Linked DNA regions of Mus musculus: all the other regions are linked to region 2. A link is a contact called in public promoter capture Hi-C data. All regions are on one chromosome and are shown on one strand. The core of a region is the stretch at or near the end of the contact, and the rest is flanking DNA. Distances in the headings are between cores, read along the strand shown. Region 1 holds the start of Hprt (hypoxanthine guanine phosphoribosyl transferase). Region 2 holds the start of Rtl8a (retrotransposon Gag like 8A). Region 3 holds the start of C430049B03Rik (RIKEN cDNA C430049B03 gene).

Region 1 (3,094 bases), core at 439-2,938, 660 kb before region 2:
GTGGCCACTGACTATAGTCAAACATGGTAATGGGTGCTGGGTAGATACAAATGGAGATATTGACAGTAGCATTAGGGGCAAGCAACTGCTGGCTGCTTTTGAAAATAGAGGACGATTTTGTTTTCTGATTTCACATTGGATAGTCAGATGTCTATAATCCCAGTACTTGGGAGATGGAGACAAGAGGAACAGGGGTTCCAGGCCATACTCAGCAACAAAGTAAGTTTGTGGCCAGCTTGGGCTATAGAAGGACCTGTCTTAAAAAACAGACCTGTCTTAAAAAATATCTAATAGGTAAACAAAATATAAAACAAATTCCATGCAGGAAATTGTGGAGAAAAAAATAAATATGAATAACAGCCACAGTTCCCATACATTGTGTACTTTTATATTGTGTCCCATATGTATGCTCGCTCAAATGTATGTGTGCAATCCTTTAATTCCCCCATATTCCCATCAAGTACGGTTAATATGCTTACTTTATCTATTTATTTGTTTATTCATTCTTTTTTTGTTGTTGTTGTATAAGATTGAACCCAGAAGCCGGGCGCGGTGGCACACGCCTTTAATCCCAGCACTCGGGAGGCAGAGGCAGCCGGATTTCTGAGTTCAAGGCCAGCCTGGTCTACAAAGTGAGTTCCAGGACAGCCAGGGCTATACAGAGAAACCCTGTCTCAAAAAAAAACCAAAAAAAAAAAAAAAAAAGATTGAACCCAGAGCCTCTTAGAGCCCAAATGTACTACTGCTCTGCTCTCTTCCTGGCTCTTTTATTTTTTCAAACACTAGTCAGTCAGTTTGTTCGTTCGTTGGTTAGTTAGTTAGTTAGTTGTTTTTCAGCCAGGGTCTCACTTTGTAATGCAGGCTCGTCTGGAATTCACAGTTGTAATTCTCCTACCTCTGTAGTGCTGGGATTACACATATGTGTCGCCACACCTGACTAAAATCAACATGTAAGAAATGGCATCTTATTTGGTAATATATGAATCTCTATCAGCATTTCTTTTGTGTGTGTTGCAGTCATGTGCAAGATGTCTTTCTCCATCCCTATTCCACCTTAACAATTTTTATTTTGAAGCAAGATCTTAATTGTCTGGGTAGGTCGAATATGTATGTGATTCTCCTTTCTTGGTAGCTGGGCATAAAAGCCTTTTTTTTTTTTTTAAACCATACTTGGCTTAAAATGCTCATTTTATGTAAAGGCAAAAAGCATTTTAGGGTCTATTTCTCCTAAGGTTACTAAGTAGTTTATTTTTCCTTTTGGATTGGTACTCCACTTTGTAGACCAGACTGGCCTTGAACTCAGAAATCCGCCTGCCTCTGCCTCCTAAATGCTGGGATTAAAGGCGTGCGCCACCACCGCCCGGCTGGATCTCAAATCTTATGACTAAGTAAAAATTTGTGAAAGAACTGGGCCTAAATCTTGAGGAATCACATCATGATTTAGAGCTGTTTAGACTCATGAGGAGGGAGAAAAATGCGGAGTGATTATCTGGGAATCCTCTGGGAGACGACAGAGGGCCTGGGGGCTGCGGTATGGCCAGTACCATTTTCTTCAGAAAGAAAATTATCAGGCCCACCTAGTCAGATAAGAGTTCCGGAACTGCCTTTGGTGGCGCGCGCGCGGGAGAACGCCCAGCGGAGCCTCCGGGGACGGAGCCTGGGCGGGCCGAGAGGGCGGGCCGAGGGGCGGAGCCTGGCCGGCAGCGTTTCTGAGCCATTGCTGAGGCGGCGAGGGAGAGCGTTGGGCTTACCTCACTGCTTTCCGGAGCGGTAGCACCTCCTCCGCCGGCTTCCTCCTCAGACCGCTTTTTGCCGCGAGCCGACCGGTCCCGTCATGCCGACCCGCAGTCCCAGCGTCGTGGTGAGCCAAGGGGACTCCAGCAGAGCCCCACAGCCGGGCCCCATGCGCCCGGTGGCACAGTGACGCAGGCCGGAGCCCTGAGGCTCCCGAGGCCCGCTCTGGGCGCTGGGGCGGCCGGGACTCTTTGATGGCGGGGGCGGTCAGGGATTCCTGGAGTCTGGCTAGATGCCCCATGAGGGCGGCGGGCAGGACGGGATGGCGGGGTTCGGGGGTGGGGATGCCCCTCCAGTGAGCCCCGACAGAGAGAGAGGGCAGGCTGCGTGTGGACCAGGAAGGTGGCAATGGCGTTGGACTTGACATGTGCGGCCGGCGGACGCGCGCGGTGGCAAGCGGCGGAGGGCGGCTTCAGGAAGGATCAGGCGCGGGGAGGGCGGGGGAGCTCTCCTGGGAGAGGCCCAGCTCTACAAGTTTGGGGTTTGGCGGCCAGGGAACACCTCTAGAAGGAGCTTCGGTTCCCAAGACGACCGCATGAGAGGGCATGTTCAGGCCTGGACTTTGCCCCTAATTCTGCAGATGCCATAATTCATATTTGTGGGAATGCGCAATCACTCCGTTGAATCAGCGCTGCGGCCCAGGCAGTGAAAATCACGCCTATTTTCCACCTGAAGAGTGGAAAGGCGGCTCGTTTTTTGTTTTGTTTTGTTTTGTTTTTTTACCCCCCCATGGCCCAGAATAATGGGCTTTGGCTTCAGATACACTTGACTTGGGAGCCCATGCCCTTGGATGCTGTGGGAATTTAAAAAAAAAAAAAAGTATGGATTTGGTTGTTACGTTGGATGACTTTTTTCCACACTCATCTTCAGATATCCTGCCTTTTCTCCCATTGGCTCAATTTTTTCTAACCTGCCAAGCTCTGTCTCCCCTATCAATCCCAACGCCATAACCTTGCTGATCATGCTTGCTAGAACATCCCATAGCTCCTGCTTCTGATTAACGACTTTAGCCTGCTCTATTCTTATTCTTGCCTCTGGTACTCCTTAAATGTCATATTATGCTTTATATACTACAGATTTAGCAGGTATCTGGTTACTTGTTGGTTGACTTTCCCACTCACACGTACTTTATCTTGATGTTTTCAGGCAGGGTCTTACTATGTAGCTCTGTCTGGTCTGTAATTGGTAATGTAGACCATCAAGCTGGCCATGAACTTGTGACAGTCATCCTGACTCTTGCCTCCCAAATGTTGCATCACTGAGTCTTGCTGGTTTTTTAAAAATTCATTTTAGGGAATGA
Region 2 (3,054 bases), core at 436-2,935:
TATAATTAGGATTCTATAAATGCTTTTTAAAAAAAAAAAACATATTCTTTCTATGAGTTCCCCGAGTGACATGTTAAATAACTTTGATATACATTCACTGACAGCAAAGTGGTATTTGTGCTTAACACTAACTAGGGAATTCCATGCTAACTTTGTTTTTGAACTCAGGAGTCTTTTCTAAGAAATCCTCTGGATCATAAAAATCACATTGCTCTACCCTGATCTGAATTAAAGATTTACGTTGTGGCTTTAAGCAGTATCACAAACAGATTTTACCTTAGAGAGTAACATAAGTGACTGAATAGCAGGGCACAATCACCACCTCTTGAACATGGACCCCACCTACAGACACCTGCAGGGGTTAAGGTTGTGGGGAGGGGTGGTAGGATGCTATACTAAGTAAGACTCCATTTCCTTTTAAATAGCATCTGATGTTTATTCAACGTGAGGAAAAGGCTTCTGTACAGGTAGAGCAGACAAGAAGGAAAGAGCACAGGGGCTACTGTGTTGGAAAAGGCATACACATCAGAGAAAGAGCTGCAAGCTGGTTTCTCAGGAAAACCAGCTAGTCCACAAGACAAAATGGGAGACAGCAGGTTTCTGGGAGCAGGGAGGGGAAGGGTCCCGCTGAAGGTGAATCAATGTCCATGGGCCGTGGGCAGCCCAGGTACCTCCCAGGTGAGTCCGGATCAGTTAAGGGCAGCAGCCAGTCCACAGATGGGTTGTGCAGGGGCTTGAAATGGCAGCGTCAGCACAGGCCTTATGGGCAGAAGCTTGCAGTCTGTCCACCAGATAGAAAGCAGTGGACAGCATGACATGTCCATCAGGTGGCAGGTGATCTGTCCATTAGGTGACAGGAGCCCATCTTGCAGCTGGAGCCTGGGACAGTGTCCAAACCTGCCAGGGATGGGCTGAGCTGTCAACAGTGGGAGGCCTTGTGCTCTCCAGAGCCAGGCCCAGCAGGGACAGCAGCAGGGGCCTGGGGAGCTATTCCTGGAACAAAGGCTAGGACACAGGAGGAGACAGGGGCGCGCGCATGCGAGATCTCCAGGCAGGGCGGGCGCGGGAGGTGGGGGAGTTCTCGGGGTAGGAGGGGGGCCCGGGGGGAGGGCGCACTCGGCGACCCCGGCTGCAGCCACAGGACAACACAGCAGCAGCCCACCCTCCCGGAGCCCCAACCCCAGGCCAGGCTTGCCAGAGGCCTAGAAGTCCTCATCCTCCTCCCACCCGAACACCCGCTTCATCTCATTCAGGAAGCCGTTGTAATCATTGAGCAGGGGGCTGTCGATCTTGATGTAGGGGATCACCCACTGCAGGGCCCGGCCCTTGAGGCGGGTGATGAGGAACGTCACCTTGAGCTCGTCGGTGTCGAAGGTCCTGTCGTCCACCAACATGTAGGAGCCGGTCTGCACGATGAACTCCGGGAGCTTGTCCATCTCGCCATCAAACAGCTCTGGAAACGGGATGGGGTTCCGCCGACGGCGCCGCCTGTTGTGCCTGAGCATGTAGGCCTTCGGCCTCTTTACCTTGCCTTGGCCTTCCATGACGCTGCGCTCTCTGGGCTGATCTAGTCGCTTGGTGGCCGGGCTGGCTGGAGGCTCTCCGGACTCTTGATGGGGTCAGCTGTGCTTTGCTGGATCTGCAGAGCACAGAGATTGTCAATTACAAAGGCGTCGCCGGAAGTGCGTAGGAGAAGAGGCGTGCCCAAGGTCTCGGGAAGGGGGCGTGGCCTTTGAGCGGGACATTGGGCCAACTTTAGATCTATAGTGATCTCAGCCCACAGGGTTGTGAGCTATTTCAGGCGCCAGTCCAAGAGAAGCATTAATAGGGTTAGTGGAGCAAAGTAATTTGTGCCCAAGACTTTCACCAAGGTAGTGTGGGGCCAATGTGGTCTCTCATTCTGTAATCCCAGCATTTCAGAGGCTGGGGTAGGAGGATTATCATGATTTAAGGTCACTCTGTCTACAGAATGGAACCCTTGTTTCAGATGAGGAAAAATTGCAGCGACTATAACTCGAAGGGCTTTCCTGGCTTGCTTAAGACCCTTTAGTTCATTGTCTAGTTCCCTGCTTTGTGGTGTGTAGGGGCGATCACAGGATGGCCTTAGTTTCCCTAGGGGAGTGTACCTTGGAACTTTGCATTAAGATCACAACTGATTCTACTGTTTTGGAGAGCATGCATATATCTGGAATTAATTTACTCTATTGTGAGTATTCCCATCTTATGCTGTTTTACCTTATGGGTTCCTTCAAACAGCCCAGCCCTTGACACATTGTTTTTGGAAATTTTCCTCAATGGTTTTCTAATATGTTCCTCAGTATAACTTAATCTATGTGATGATGCCTTATAATTAAAATTGCTGACTTTTACTTGGCACATCACTGAAAAGCTATGTCTCTGTGTGCTGTGGAAGTTTGTTCCTGGTATCTATATTTTATTATTTATTGATTTATTTTTGAAGTAGCATCTTTCCTTGTGTCCCAGGCTTGTACTTTCAGTAGTCCTGCCTCACCCTCCCAAGTTCTGGGATTCCAGGTGTGAGTTTCCATGCCAAGCTTTGGTATGGCTTTTAGGAGAGTAAAACAGTATTGGGAAGGGATGTTCCATTATGGATCCTTAAAGGATAAGCCCTTCCCTGTTCATTTTCAAGTTGGCATAACTCAGTTCATTGTGGTTGCATAAACTGAGACATTTTCTTGCTCTATAAATTACAGACCATAACATAATAAGCTTCTTCAATCTCCTTCTAGTATCATGAGTTCTTGTGGTTAGATCATCCAGGATTATCTTTTTAAAATTCATTTGATTTTTTTTAACCTATAGTTCTATAATTTTAATTCCTACTTGCATTATATGCCCCTTTTCTGAGGATTAGGACACAGGTAACTCTGGGGCAAAGTTATTCTATATTCCTTTGTATAAAGACTTATTTCTTACTGATTTTTCCTTGATAAATTGAGCTTGTAGCAGGCATGATGGGTTTTACCTGGTACTCCACTGAGAAGAAATAAAAGCTGAAGCAACTTCAGGTAGAGACAAGGCCAGATTACATAA
Region 3 (2,925 bases), core at 138-2,637, 590 kb before region 2:
GCCATCTCACTCCCTGGGTTTGTGTATTTCCCCTTGGGCTTAACTTTACTTACGAAAAGAGAGCACAAAGAGATGTCTGGTCACTTCTAGAGAGGGTCATTCGCTGATACAATAGACAAAGAATCAATACTTTAGGGTTACCATGGCCCCACCCACTTCAGAACCACGACGGGTCAAAATGGCCCCACCCACTTCAGAACTGCGAAGGGTTTGGCCAAATGATTTAAGAGCCAAAGACTAAGCCTCTTCCTCTCTTCCCAGTTGAGAACGTTTTGTCTTTTAATGTTGCAGATGCCATGCGCCCCCACACCCAAAACATGATGCACAGGTCCTCCGCACCTTCCAGCCAAACTTTTCCAATACTGGAAAAAAAAAAAAAACAACTAAACAACCTTGAAAAGTTTTAATTAGCGAGAGACAATGGAAAACGAATTTTACGGTTCTTTCCAGGACATTCTTTACTGCTTACAAATGAGTGGCCCAAAGTCCCATTTACAGTCTGTCAAAACTAGTTGCTCCCCACCCTGGCAAGGCTGACAGCCTGAGGCTGCCCGCCCCTCACTCATTTCTCTCTCCCCACCCCTCCCCGTTTACTCTTCTCAGTCCACTTTCTGAGAAGTTCCCTGGCCACACTCACTTGCTAGACATTTTAAAGATCTGTCCTCCCCCCACCACGACCCCCGGACACGCTTTCCACCCCCACACCCCACCCAGCGCGACGCATAACATTTTTTTGAGAATTATCCCCGTATCTGTTACAGTCTGTAGTGACCAGAGACATAGTTGGGGGCGGGGGGAGGCGGGCCAAAAAGTTCCCTTCCCCCTCGTTTTTTTCTTTTTTAGATTCTAAGTCACCTCTCACTCCACTCGAAAATGGCGCCGAAATCGTAGAACTTCTTAAATTTCATTGTAAGCTTTTTGCAAAGGTTTCTGGGATTTTCCTGCGAAGCTGCTCCTCAGCGTCGACCTAGAAAACAAGCCGGGGAAGCTAGAGAGAGGAAGGAAAAGGCGGGCGGGGAGGCGGACAGACAGACGGACAGCGAGAGAGAAAGGGCGGAGGGGTGTGGCGAGGTTGTGAGGTTAGAAGAGCGAGTCGCGGAGACTTGGGAGGGCGCGAGGTGGCGGTGGTGCGGGACATCGAGGGACAGAGGGACGGACAGCCGGGGAACCGGGGTTCGCGGGGCGAGGGGCTCACAGAGAGGCGTGGCGGAGAAGAACCGGAGCCGGGACGGAGCTGGGCTGGAACCGGGCTGGAATCGGGCTGGAACCGGGCTGGAATCGGGCTGGAATCCGGCTGGAATCGGGTTGGAGCGGTGCTGGAGCCGGCGGAGCTGGCGGAGTTGGGCTGGAGCCGAGCGCACCCCAAGAGGCGAGCGGGAGCAGCCAGCGCCCAGTGGTCCGCAGCAGCCCTAGAAAAAGCCGGCCCGGGGGGCGTGGCCATGCGCTGCTCCGCGCCCCGCCCAACCATTCGCCCGCTCGCTCGGAGGCCCCGGAGCGGAAGGGGGGAGGGGGGAGGCCGTGCGGACACGCAGAGCCACAGCCTTGGCCTGCAGCCAGGAAGGGCCGGGAAGGACACGGGGAGCCTGGAGTGGCCACGTACAGAGAGCCTCATAGCCGCGGGTGCAGGAGACAAAAACCAGGGAGAAAGGGGAAAGGGGAAAAGCGGGAAGGGAAGCAACCAAGCTCCAGCTCAAAGACCCATGCCACAAATGACACTCTAAAGTCACTAGGGCCCAAGTCTTTGGGGCTACCAGGAGGGTACAGGGCGGCTAAGCCAAGCCTCTTAGGACTATTTTTCTTGGGGGTGCCTGAAACAGGATGAGGAAACAAGGGACCCTCAGATTGCAGAAGGGAAGTGCTAGGCGCGCGAGTGTGCCCAGGCTCTGTTGAGTCTTCTGTGCTCTGGCCTCTCTGCCAAACTCTCCCTCAGGTAGAGGACTCCCTTAGGTCCTGGCGGTCCACTTTAGGGGTGGGCATGACACTGAGGCAGGGAACGACAGTTTACTTATACATGTCCAGTCCAAGAAGGAAAGTCTTTACTACTTAAGTTTTGAGTCTGGAGTAGGGAAAGAAAGGGAGTCTTTCTTCTGTATGCTGGATATCTTTAGGGACGGCGCTGTTTACCAGGGAGGTATGAGAACGGTGTTGAAGTTAATAGCAGGGTGTCCAGGGTGACAAGAACTGTGCCTAAGTGTAAAGAGATGAAGTATAAGAGTGATTATGATTTTCAAATGATGCCGCTGACCCAGACAGGCACTCAGAGAGAAGGGGGAACGGGAATGGATTTCAAGGAGCTAACATGAGGTTGCATCTGGGTGGGGAGTCAATAGTCTTTCATTGCACCGCGTTCGCAACTTTCTTGTATATTTGCAAAACGTCACAATAACACAAAGCTGGAAAAACCAGGCATGGTAGCACATGGACCAGTAGAGTCCAGCACTCGGAGGAGGCAGGAGAAACAGAAGTTTAAGGGCGTCCTTGGCTACATAGCAAGTTCGAGGACAGTCTGAGCTTTGTGAAAGACTCAAAAAAAAAAAAAAATCTGGGAGAAATCCCTTATAAAATAGAGCCTGGATGTTAAAAAATAAATAAATAAACTCAGCGTCTCTCTTCCCACCTTTCTTGGGTTGCAGACATCTTTGAGAGAGTGGGATGTAAACTCAGATAGGATTTGGACGGGAAGGGTTTCGCTGGCCTGCAGCAGCTTACACACCCGGGCTCCAAAAGAGACCACAGGGGCAGGTGGAGTGCTGGGTACAAGGCGCTATGTGGGAGCTACTTAGCGCGTTCACTCCGTGACTCTGAAGGAGAGGCTGTTGCCTTAGCAGCTCTTGGCTAAACCTCTACTCCAGCCACCTCTTGTCTAGTCTGGGACTTAGTGGGTTCCTTGGCGCCCTTGACTAGCGAGGACATCTGGGCGTCTGC

Evidence for each region. Promoter capture Hi-C pulls out the DNA fragments that hold promoters and counts their contacts.
Region 1: a promoter capture Hi-C map of pre-B cells shows a contact between it and region 2, with 2.4 times the contacts expected there. The contact joins the promoter of Hprt here to the promoter of Rtl8a in region 2. A contact is called at or near these places in 2 of 39 promoter capture datasets (cranial neural crest and pre-B cells).
Region 3: a promoter capture Hi-C map of pre-B cells shows a contact between it and region 2. The contact joins the promoter of C430049B03Rik here to the promoter of Rtl8a in region 2. A contact is called at or near these places in 4 of 39 promoter capture datasets (cranial neural crest, maxillary cranial neural crest, pre-B cells and 1 more).

What each region holds. Positions count from the first base shown.
Region 1 is chrX:52,986,390-52,989,483 of GRCm38.p6, forward strand. Hprt (hypoxanthine guanine phosphoribosyl transferase) reads left to right here and starts at 1,689. Exons shown (of 9, transcript NM_013556.2): 1 at 1,689-1,861. The coding sequence starts at 1,835.
Region 2 is chrX:53,642,078-53,645,131 of GRCm38.p6, forward strand. It overlaps Rtl8a (retrotransposon Gag like 8A), which reads right to left and starts at 1,686. Exons shown (of 1, transcript NM_024170.2): 1 at 411-1,686. The coding sequence starts at 1,544. The coding sequence ends at 1,203.
Region 3 is chrX:53,055,803-53,058,727 of GRCm38.p6, forward strand. It overlaps C430049B03Rik (RIKEN cDNA C430049B03 gene), which reads right to left and starts at 1,388. Exons shown (of 4, transcript NR_038185.1): 1 at 1,196-1,388; 2 at 856-967; 3 at 340-362.